2 separate regions of the Macaca mulatta genome follow, and region 2 is linked to region 1. Evidence: chromatin contacts called from public Hi-C data. All regions are on one chromosome and are shown on one strand. Each heading gives the region's core, a stretch centred on a gene start, on an enhancer-like site or on the middle of the called end of the contact. The rest is flanking DNA. Distances are from core to core; before and after follow the strand shown.

Evidence for each region. A called contact is a pair of places that touch in the nucleus more often than the background predicts.
Region 2: a contact with region 1 is called in a Hi-C map of liver, with 8 times the contacts expected there. The contact joins the enhancer-like site here to the promoter of PTEN in region 1. A contact is called at or near these places in 5 of 14 Hi-C or Micro-C datasets (CD4 T cells, cortical neurons, fetal cortex germinal zone and 2 more).

What each region holds. Positions count from the first base shown.
Region 1 is chr9:99,937,898-99,943,543 of T2T-MMU8v2.0, reverse strand. PTEN (phosphatase and tensin homolog) reads right to left here and starts at 2,871. Exons shown (of 9, transcript NM_001260965.1): 1 at 2,603-2,871. The coding sequence starts at 2,681. KLLN (killin, p53 regulated DNA replication inhibitor) reads left to right here and starts at 4,658. Exons shown (of 1, transcript XM_015147618.3): 1 at 4,658-5,646. The coding sequence starts at 4,658. The coding sequence ends at 5,197.
Region 2 is chr9:100,473,960-100,479,503 of T2T-MMU8v2.0, reverse strand. All of the region lies in intron 4 of RNLS (renalase, FAD dependent amine oxidase), which reads left to right. Among named protein-coding and RNA genes, the nearest start is that of RNLS, 200 kb to the left of the region's middle. Within about 2 kb of position 2,028, at least 26 of the 40 cell types and tissues checked have an H3K27ac peak or open chromatin away from gene starts, as enhancers often do. A contact at or near this core is called in cortical neurons, fetal cortex germinal zone, fetal cortical plate and 1 more, where this site is marked.

The sequences.
Region 1 (5,646 bases), core at 1,622-4,121:
TGGCTTCATTATTAATCTTTCTTTACCAGATAAAAATACTCCAATCACTACTTTCATAAAGGAATTTAACTTTTCACAGGTTAGCTGCCGAAATAAATACTACAGCATGCCAAAGACAAAGTCCTCAATGACCATTTTAATGCCTTCCCACCCCCATAAACAGAAAAACAAGCAAACCAAGTACGTTGGAATATCAAAATTATTGGGAGTGCAATTATCAAAAAAGCAAGCACTTCATTGACTTTCCTCACTGACTTTTTTTCATACCAACTTTTGGCTCAATAAAACCACAACTCTAGAAATCAAGTGTTATTAGTCATTTGACACAATATTTGATACTGCTTTCTATGCATAACTAAAAGTACAATTTTAGAGAAAGTTTTAAGTCACATAAATTTCATGTGTAGAGACCCACATACTCTGAAATCAAAGGAAATGCCAGTCACATCACAGCTCACATGTAAAAACCTGGTAGAATAATTTTAAGGTCTTAATAACCCTGACAATTTTAAATAAAGTGGGAAAAGTAAAAGTAGTGTGTATGTACTTTAAGTGCTGAAAGAAATCTGTCTCCCAGACAGCATTCAATTATTTTCTTCAGAGGCTTTTTTTTCAAAGTTACATAAACATTTAATTTTTTGTTCCTATATATTTGGATGACTGTCAGTAATTCATGCTAATAGTAGACTGCTTTGGAAGTCACAAAAGAATTTTTTCCATAATTATCTTCTGGGCAAGCGGGTTTAGCCTTAGTAACATTTTTATCTTCCAGTTTAGCCTTAGTAACATTTTCAATTAATGCCAACTTCAAAATTTGCAAATACTGTTTTAAAATAATATTACTGACTTAACAGAAAACTAAATTTTGGGAGGCTACTTCTTCAGTAAGTTTTATATTCATTTCAAAACAAAAACTTGGGCAAAATTAACTGTGCACATGTATATGCAGCTAACATAATCCAAGGGAATAAAACCTCTCCCGATATAAACGTTGTCTTAAAAAAAAATCTTCCCCACAATTTTTAGCAGGACATATAGACACTGCAGTGTCACGCTACCTTTAGACAAAATGCAACTGATACTTGCTAAGAAATAATTTTTATTAAAAATACTCTGCTAGTACTTATGCAATTACATAATTTTAACTAAATATTGTCCACTGCCACAATTCGCATTACCAAACTCATATTACCAAATTTTAGGCCTTGATAGAGCCTAAATGCTTCAGTCACTTCAGACCAATAACTTCTGTTTTCACATACCTTATACACTGGCCTACCAATAGCTCTCAATTCCTGTCAATACTTTCCATTCTGCAAAATGAGGGCCCCATCCCCATCCCTAATCAAAACCAGTCTGTTGTACCTGAAACTGCAAAGATTCATGCTTTTCGATGACCACTAACTTTTGAAGCCCGAAGGCCTAACTTTTAGACAACTAAAGCTATACACTGTTAAAATTCTTGGGCTTCTGTCTTATTCAACAAGCTGACTCAGTAAATTTAATACACTGTATGAAAAAAGCTAACATACCTACAATCTAAAGCTGGAGTAAACTTCTCTTGCCAGCATTTCTGGATATTAGCTGGTAAAATTCACTTGACATTCTACACAAATCACTGAAATTAACAATACCAAAAGATGTCAGAGAACCTGAAATCTAAAAACGGTGAGCAGCAATTCTGGCATCACAATACTTAAATTTCAAGCATGAACTGAAGTTTTATCTTTGCAATCTTCACTTGCCACACACAATACCCTTGAACCTACACATTGTCATCTGGGATCAAAAACTACTCAATATCCATTCCATGTTTATGACAAGAGCACTGAACATTAAACGCTACTGAAGTGCAAATTTCAAGCCCTATCCTACATCATCCCATAGGGAGAGAAAAAGGTAAATATAACAAAGATCTAGTAAGAACGCCTTATAAGGTATATAATGGCATTATTGATTTCAAACTACAAAACTTCTAAATACAGTCCAAAGTTGTAACTTAAGTGTAAAACATTAACAAAACTACTTTTTGCACTCAATGTGCACCATATATACTGAAAATTATTCTGCTTCTAAAGTTATGCAAATCAGTCATATTTTAAAAGAATCTATCAATGCAACCCAGGAAACTAAAACAATCACTGCAAGATTCTGATGCAATATGCATACGTGCAACACTAATTTTCATTTTATTCTGATCTAAACCCTTGATCTAGGGCCTAAGCCAAGATTTAATCGAAATATGCTCAACCTCAAAGCGTCTACTTTTTTGTTCATTTAGGAGACCGGATTACCGAGCTCTCTAATCCACTAACAGCATACTGTATTCTGTATTAACGGACAATAGCCCTCAGGAAGAGACCGTATAGACAGCCTAAGCAAGCAATCGGTGCCTCGACACTTGCAACCAGGCAAGAGTTCCGTCTAGCCGAACACACCCTAGGTTGAATACAAGAAAAGAAACACAAAATATATGACCTAGCAACCCGACCAGGGTTAAATGTTATAGTCGCCCAAACTAGGGACATTTTCGCATCCGTCTACTCCCACGTTCTAAGAGAGTGACAGAAAGGCAAAGAGGAGCAGCCGCAGAAATGGATACAGGTCAAGTCTAAGTCGAATCCATCCTCTTGATATCTCCTTTTGTTTCTGCTAACGATCTCTTTGATGATGGCTGTCATGTCTGGGAGCCTGTGGCTGAAGAAAAAGGAGGAGAGAGATGGCAGAAGCTGCTGGTGGCGGGGCTTCTTCTGCAGGATGGAAATGGCTCTGGACTTGGCGGTAGCTGATGCCCCTCGCTCTGCCGCCGCTTGGCTCTGGACCGCAGCCGGGTAATGGCTGCTGCGGCGGCTGCTGGATGGTTGCAGCGACTGGGCCTGCTTCTCCTCAGCAGCCAGAGGCCTGGCAGCAGCGGCAGCGGAATGGGGAGAAGACGAATAATCCTCGGAACGGCTGCCTCCTCCGGCGGCCTCCGGAGCCCGGGCCACGGGGGGTGCGGCGGCGGCGGAGGGGAGGTTTAAAACCGGCCCGGGTCCCTGGATGTGCCGCCGCCGCCGCCGCCGTGTTGGAGGCAGTAGAAGGGGAGAGACCAACTCTCCGGCGTTCCCAGCCCTGGAAATGGTGACAGGCGACTCAGACTCCCTCCCTGGAGCTGCAGCCGCCGCGGCCGCCGCGGCCGCCGCTTCTCCCCCCCGCTCCAGGAGCGGGAGGTGCCGCCGCCGCCGCCGCGCCTCAGCCGGCTCCCGCCCGAGCCCACGGCTTCCACCTTCCCCTTCAAGAGAAGCTGAGGAAGCGGCTGCACGGTTAGAAAAGACGAAGAGGAGGCGAGAAACGCCGCCGCTGCCGCCGCCGCAGGCCGGCCGGCTCCCCGAGGGCGCTGCCCCCGCGGCTGCTCACAGGCGCTGAGAGGGGCTCCGGGCCGCGGCCGCCGCCGTCTCTCATCTCCCTCGCCTGAGCCCGGCCTCGCCTCACAGCGGCTCAACTCTCAAACTTCCATCATGGCTGCAGCTTCCGAGAGGAGAGAACTGAGCGCAGCCGCGTCCCGGCGCCCGAGCGCGTATCCTGCCGCAGTGCATAAAGAGTCCCGCCACATCACCGCCCGCCGGCCTGCCCGCCCCCTCCGCCGCCGCGCCGGGAGCCCGGGCTCCTCGGGAGACCGAGGGGAGGCGGGAGCCGAACGAGAGGCGGACTGGACCGTGCCGGGCGAGGGGAGGGCAGGGCAGGGGGCGGTAGGCGGGGGCAGGAGCGGTAGCTCCGGGTGCGAGCGCAAAGCCCCCAAGCCGTAGGCTCTACTGAGCATGCCCAGTGTGGCTGCCTAGAGCTCGCTCGGGCCGGTTCCGAGCCGCCAGCCTGCAACTGCACTTGCCGCGGCTGCTTTTGCAGCAGCGCGAGGCGAGGATAACGAGCTAAGCCTCGGCCTCTGCCCAGAAACCCAGCCGGAGGCAGGGTAGGCTGTTGCGGGGCGGGGGTGGAGGACTGATGATGAAAGCTGAGATGGGTGCGTTGAGCAGTGTCACTGACTCGAGTCTCAGGTTACCTGTGCACAGGTGGAAAGGACCAGGTGACCACGCTGGTCAGTATACAGGGAAATGCAGGGACGGTCCTTGCAAGGGGAATACCCTCCCCCCTGCCTCTGCCCCTGGATTTCCGCGGCGTGGACTGCATTCGCTCTTTTGCATCGCTGTCGATCACAGTCGTTCGCAGAGATTTGACTGTAGCAGCCTTTGCCTAGAGATTCCTCCTTTCCCCAACCCTGTGTCCTCAGGATGTCAGTCTTAGCACAAAGAGCAACCTGCTATTGTGTTTCCAGCGTGCATCACCTCATCCGGCTCCCTTGTAGCGCCCCACCTCTCGCTTCCCCGGTAACTCGGCTTGTTTGCCCTAAAAATGAAAGCTCTCAGCCGAGCGTGCTGAACGTGAACACATCGCCGTTGAATTTCCAGAGCCCAAAGGGCACCTATCTAAATGAACTGAAAGAGGATCCCCGTGAGTAGGACGCACCCCGCAGCCCTCTCCTGCGCCCGCTCCGGTGCCCCTAGGAGACTAGAGCATCTCTCCCCCTCGGGCTCCAAGTCGGTTCGCCGCGTCGGACTCAAGCTCGGTTCTTAGAGACCACCTAGCCCCGCCCCCCCCTTGGCCTCCGTGAAAACCCGGCGGGATGGATCGCCCGGGGCCAGGCTCCACGCGCCCCGGCCAGACCATGCACGTTCGGGGTTACCAGGTTGAGTGGAAAGTACGGAACGGTAGGAAGCTGCAGCCCAGCGAGTGGGCGGGGCAAGGAGACCTAGGAGGGTTCAAAAGGGGGTGGAAGGATACACGGGCCACAGTCGGAACTACTTTCCGAAGGAGGTCACGTGTGTTCCTAGTTGGGGAACTTTCCAAATTCCCACTCCCCAGTGATAGCTCCGGAGGCAAGTACTCTTCTTTTGCTCGGGGTGTTCTCGCCTGGTGCAGGCTGCAGAACCCCAGCCCTTCCCGCGCCGCGGCGGAAACAGGGACTCGGACCAGCCTCCCGAAGGAGCGCTGTCGGGGCTGGCGCTTGGGGAGCTGGTTACACAAGCACCCACATCCAAACACGTGCCCCCGCCTCCCCGCCTGCTGGCTGCGGCCGATTCTTACAGAACGCGGGGAGAGAGTCCCCAAGCTGGTCCTATTCCTCGCCTGCTACCCTAAGAGCAAGCCAAGGACGGAGACCTGAGACTCCTAGCTCTAGATCGACCTATACTGCGCCTTCCCAAACGTGGGAAAAGGATCTGGGCGCTAGGGGTCCCGGGCCTCTCCCTCGCTGATGCCCTGCCCCTTAGGGTGAACCCTTTTAGTTCTGTGCTTGCGGGTTATCTCCTGCTGCAGCCCAGAGCTTGCATTCTCTGATGTTGCAACAAACGTCCAGTCACTACCCCTGAGCTGGTGAGCGCGCCCCACCTACTGTAGACTCAGCCAAGTGACTTATCTGGTCTGAGAACCTCGTCAATGGCCGTCAGCCCAGAACAAACCTGTCAAGTCCGCTTACAACCCCGACTGGGCAGACCTGTCGCCGTGAGAGAGCTAATTCAGAAATGCAGAGAGTTGGATCGCGCTCCTTCTACCCCGCACCGCACCCGTCAAGGATCTACAAAGCAAATAGTCGACCCGCTTAAAGAGAATGAG
Region 2 (5,544 bases), core at 779-3,278, 540 kb before region 1:
ATGGCCAATGTGTGAGCTCCACAGACTGTCACCAAAAAAAAAAAAAAAAAAACCCAGCACAGTTCTGTTAGGAGACAGACCTCTCCTTTTCTGACTCCAAAAAAGAATGAATGCTTTTTGAATCCTAGGAGGTAAACTAATATTGTAATTTCCTACGTGCTACAAAATAGCTATCTTTAGTAAAGCTCCAATTTCAGGGTGGATTTTAATTGTTTACTACTAATAAACCTTGGGAGTTAATTTATACCATCCCTGAAGTCCCAGCACAGATTCCCTTTTCCAGAACTCATGGTGGTAGGATTCCACAGAACTCCCCAAATGATGGCAGCTACTATCAGAGCTCTCAACTCTGACAGGAATTAACAAATAACAGGTTATAAACAGGAAACACAGTGTCTCATATCCATGGCTCCATTGATGCATGGTACTATATAACATGTAGGGTATGTTAATTCCCTGATATTTATTCATTTATTCATTCGACACATAGTTATTGAGTATCTCCTGTGTACCATGTTGTGAGCTCTGGGGATACAGTGATGAGGGAAATTGACCTGATACTTGTCTTAATGGAGTTTGATTACTAGTAGGGGGAAGTCATATAAAAAGATGATGATAAACAAGGAATCAAATAAAAACATAAGTAATTTCAGTTTGAGAGATCACAGAGAGTTAATAAAAAGGTTCTATGAGAATGAAGGGAACTCACACAGCTTGTGAGAGTAGGACTGTCTGTGTAGATAGCATGAGATAGGAGAAAGAGCTAGCCATGTGATGACAAGGAGACAGGGACCAGCAAAATATTTAAGGCTCTTCAGCTGGAAAGACTGTGATGTGTTCTGGTAGCAAAAAGGAGGCCTCCATAGCTAGAATAGTGAGTCCCAGGCAGGTGAGACAAATTAAACTGGGGCCAGATCATAGGAAGGATTTTGAATTATTCTCAGGCAAGTTTTAAGCAGGATGGCATAGTCCAGAGAATGGATTTGAAGGGAGGGAGGCAAGAGCTGGGGAAGACAGGGTGCCAGAAAGTATTGAAACCAAATAGGAAGTTATTGCAGTGGCTCAGAAGGAGAAAACAATGGTGATTATAGAGATGAACAGAGTAGCCTTATTCAAGGTGTGTTTTAGAAGTAGAATCTGCAGGACTTGCTGATAAATTAAACATGGAGAGAAAATTAAGACAAAGATAACTTACAGGTTTTTAGCTTGAGCAACTGGGTGAATGGTTATGTTGTCAACTAAGCGTGAGGAAGGAACAGCTTTCAAGGATAGATGGAAGGAATAATTCAGTATCCAACTTCTACATGTTAAATGCAAGACGACTGTGACACATCCCAGGGAAATATATTCAGGACTGCCCTCTGAGCTCTCTAGACGTAGCTTTCATTTGTACCACAACCATCTCCCTTTCCAAATACCCACAGAGATGTTTCCTATATCTATGTCTTCAAGGTGTGTGGTCCTGAAGAACAGGGAGCCCTTCACTCCCATCTGCATTGCCCGCTAAACGTGCCTTCTGATTTTCTTTTCTGCTGTCAGAGCATTTGCTGCCCTCCATCCTATAGGACAACTCTAAATCATTATCTCCACAACACCTGCTCCATATCAAAAGTGTTAGATTTGTAGCCAGAAGACATGCACTATTTTTCTTACTAGCTGGGTGACCTGGGGCATGCCATTTAACTTCTGGGAGCCCTGCAGGTCTTCGTAAAGACAATATCAATGATTACATGTAAAAGCACTTCATAAACTGTAAGCAGCTATGTAAATAGGCTCGTTATTCTCATTTTTGTCTCAGTCTCCACCTCCGTAACAAATAATCTGCCGGTTTGTTGTTTTTTTTTTCTCTCTCTGTTCTCCTCTCTTTTCTTCTTGCCTGCTTCTTCTGTCTCTTGTCCTTTCTGCCACATAAATTTGCTTTCCTGAAAAAGGCTGGTTATTTGGAGACATCATCACCAGCCAATCAGAGCTCTCCATTCCTTCTGGCTGGAAAGCCAATCAGATGTAAGCTCCAGGTCTCTTTTCAGTGTTGCTAGGGCTTCAGGTCTACTTCTAAAAGCTGACTTGCTTGCTTTCTGCTAGTTCATTCTCTGTCTCTCTCTGTTCCCCACTTCTCCCACCCCCACTGTATTCCTCTCACTCCTCCCCTGTTCTGGGTTTGGAGCAGTTCCAAATACTTAAGCCTTCCGGAAGTTTGGGTTGTGGATAAGCAAGGTTTGACTGTATATTTTTTCCCTTGAGAAATAGAGAACAACTATTCCATGTTCAATATTGAAGCAAATGTTTTAGCAGCTTAATGTCCCTTGGCTACATAAAATTTAGTTCTGCTTATGTGTTTTGGGTGTACAGATCACTTTTTATTCAGATGGACTAGAGCATAAACTGGCATTGAATTTGGCAATGAAACGTCATAGCACTCGAACTTCACTGGGCTATACAAAAATGCATTCAAAATATTTTAAAGTACTTCCACTTTATAACTGATGACAGAAGATGATAAATACATTGTGGTTATTTTGCTCCTGTTTTTTGAACTTTCAGTGTTGGGATTGTTGGAGAAAACTACCCTGAAATAGCAGTGATTTGGGAACTAATACCTAATGGCTAAGTGGGTGTCCTCAGCCCTCACATCCTGCTTATCTGTGGAAACTAATTAACATGGGAATGATAGCTAGAAACCCTCCCTTTTCAGAGGACCCAAGAGTCCATCTTTAAATGCTGTATGGCTGGGTATGCTGTGAAGATTCTCTTAACACAGAACAGCTCTGCCTTCCAAAACCCTAAAGACGTTTGATAAGGAAAAATAGCTAACAAGTTATGCCTTTCTCATAACCTTTGAAACCTACTTAAGAACTGAAACAGTAGAATTTGCAGTTTAAAATGACCAGAGAAGTGGCAGAAAGCCAGAATTCTGTCAGAGACGGCTTGGAAAAGCTTAATGATTAACAAATGGGTCACTGCCTTCAGGCTCTGACCTTTAGAACTAACCAATTTTAGCCTTTTGGTTATGTTCCTTCAACTCGTTTTTATATCAAGGAAAAAAATACTCCCTGATGGCACAGTATCACCCATCCAAAAAAAAGAATTCTTAGCAGTACAGTATTTGGTCAGTAGCTTTTCTGATAACATGGAGTTGGTCCTAAACACAGTATTCACAACTGTTAAATTATATTTTTTGTTAGAGTTTAAGGAAGGCCCTAAGCACGACTGCATATCCTGCAGGTGAAATGTACGAAATTTCGGTTAACATGGTAACGGCTCTAAAAATACCTAGGCTACAGTTTAACCACAGAGTTTCCTCCTTAACGTAAAAAAGCCACCATCACGAGCTGTTAGAAAGTGCAACAAAAGCAATCTCTGTCAGACTTTGTGCAAGCAGGCTATTAAATCAGGCCTGGCAGTGACAATCTGCAGCCAGTCTGCATCAAAGTAATAATTAAAGTTTTGCAAGCCCAAACAGCAATGCACAAACCACCTAAGAAATACGTTACATTGATAAGCCCTTTTTTCTGCCTGTAACCTCTCTTCTGCCCCCACCCCCAACCACCAGGTGGACTAAGCAGGGCGTGGCAGGGGCACAGTGACAAAGAGTCACCACACCATAACCGCAGGGCCCCACCCAAAGGAAAACCTAGGGCAGGCTGCCACGGTTTTTCCCAGCAACCTCTGCACCAGGCTCCCATAGAGTGTGCACAGGAGGCTAAATCACTCACCTGGGGTTTCCCATCTGGGCTCTTTACTTGGCAGAGACAGAGAGAGTGGGGTCAACCTTTTCCTTGATGCTTTTGCAGTTAGCAAGTTGGAAACATGTTTGACTCTTTTGAATTCTGTGCCTTGGCTATTCAGGAGTCTGTCATGTCTAGGCTTACTAAATTCTACCATGTCTCAGCTGCCGGGTTTAATAAATAGAAATACTTGACATCCAGTTCAATTGGGATTTTGAATAAACAGTGAAGAATTTAGTGAGTGTAAGTATATCCCATGCAATGCTTGGGATATACTTATACTACAAATAATTTCATAGTTTACCTGAAATTCAAATTTGACTGGATGTACTTTCAGAGTCTTTTTATCCACCAACACCCAATTAACAAGGGGTTTTTATTTGTTTGGGCTTTTTAACTTCATTTTGTTTTTATTTAGTTTTGCCTTGCTTTGCCTTGCAAGCCTTGGGTCAGTGTACAAAGGCAAATCTAAGGAAATGAGCTAGCATTTGCTGAGCACATTCTTAAATCAGGTTTCATCTTAGGTACTTTTGATACATGATCTTTTAAAATCCTCACACCATCCTGTATAATAGGCTACTTAAAATCTACATTTTATAGAGGAAGGTACTTCAGCTCAGAAAGGTTAAGTGATTTGACCAAGGTCACACAGCTAACAAGGAGGCAAAGTTAGGCATAAGCCCAAGTGAGTATGACCCCAACTGGCTTTCTCAACTACTTAGTACATCTTCAATAGTCATATTTAAAGGTAATATTTATTTTTTGCCTGTTTATCAGACATTAGGTTCTTTTCCTTAACAAATGTCAACTCAATAGCATAGATTTCATAAGTGAAAAGTTCAAATTGACAACTGAATTGGGAACTGTTCTCCATCAACTCCTGGTACATAATAAACTATTTTATTAATCTCTTTACTGAAAGTGAACTTCCAGGCCATTTCTGACTACTCCACACTAGAGCTATAGTTGTTCTAAGTGCTTTCTATATAGTAATTAATCTAATGTTTAAATCAACCCTATGATATAGGTAGTCCTGTAATTTTCAATTTATAGTGTAGAGAAATTGAAGTTCACAGCCTTTCCCAAGGTCATACAGTGGTAAGGAAATTAACCATGATTTAATCCCATATTCCTGGCTGCAAAGCCTCAGTTGTGTGGCTTTGAGTAATTACTTAACCTCTCTGAGCCTAAGTTTTTTCATGTGTAAAATGAGAATTATAACTACAGTACTATCTATGTCATTATTAACCATCTAAATAATGGTTAATTCATTTACCAGTGTTTGACCTTGAGAAAGTGTCTGAACTTAAACAGCTTTGCAGGTAGTAAGCACTCAACAAACATGAACTTATAAAATTATTTTAAGAATTATCTTTAGTAGACACCTTTGATAATAAAGGGCATAAGAGAATAGTCTATGTCAGGGATTGGCAACATTTTTCTGTTAAGACCCAAAAAATTAAACATGTTAGACTTTTCAGGCTGAGAGTCAAAATCAAGGATATTATGTGGGCAATTACATGACAAGATAGAAAACAAATTTCTATAAATCTTTGTTGACAAAAATGGAAAATTTGATGATAATAATAGTTAAGTATAATTTTCTATAATATAGGTCTACTGATGAGAAAAATTGATTTTTTTTATTGTGGGAGAGTGATAACATTTCACATAATTGGGGTTCAAACTTAGTGTTTCCTATCATCAGAATCAATTGCTCATGCCCATCTGTTAATGCTGATTCATAATGAGGTTTTATATATTTTGTCTTTGAAAATATCTTTTCACACAAATAGATACTGTCAAATACTAATATCTG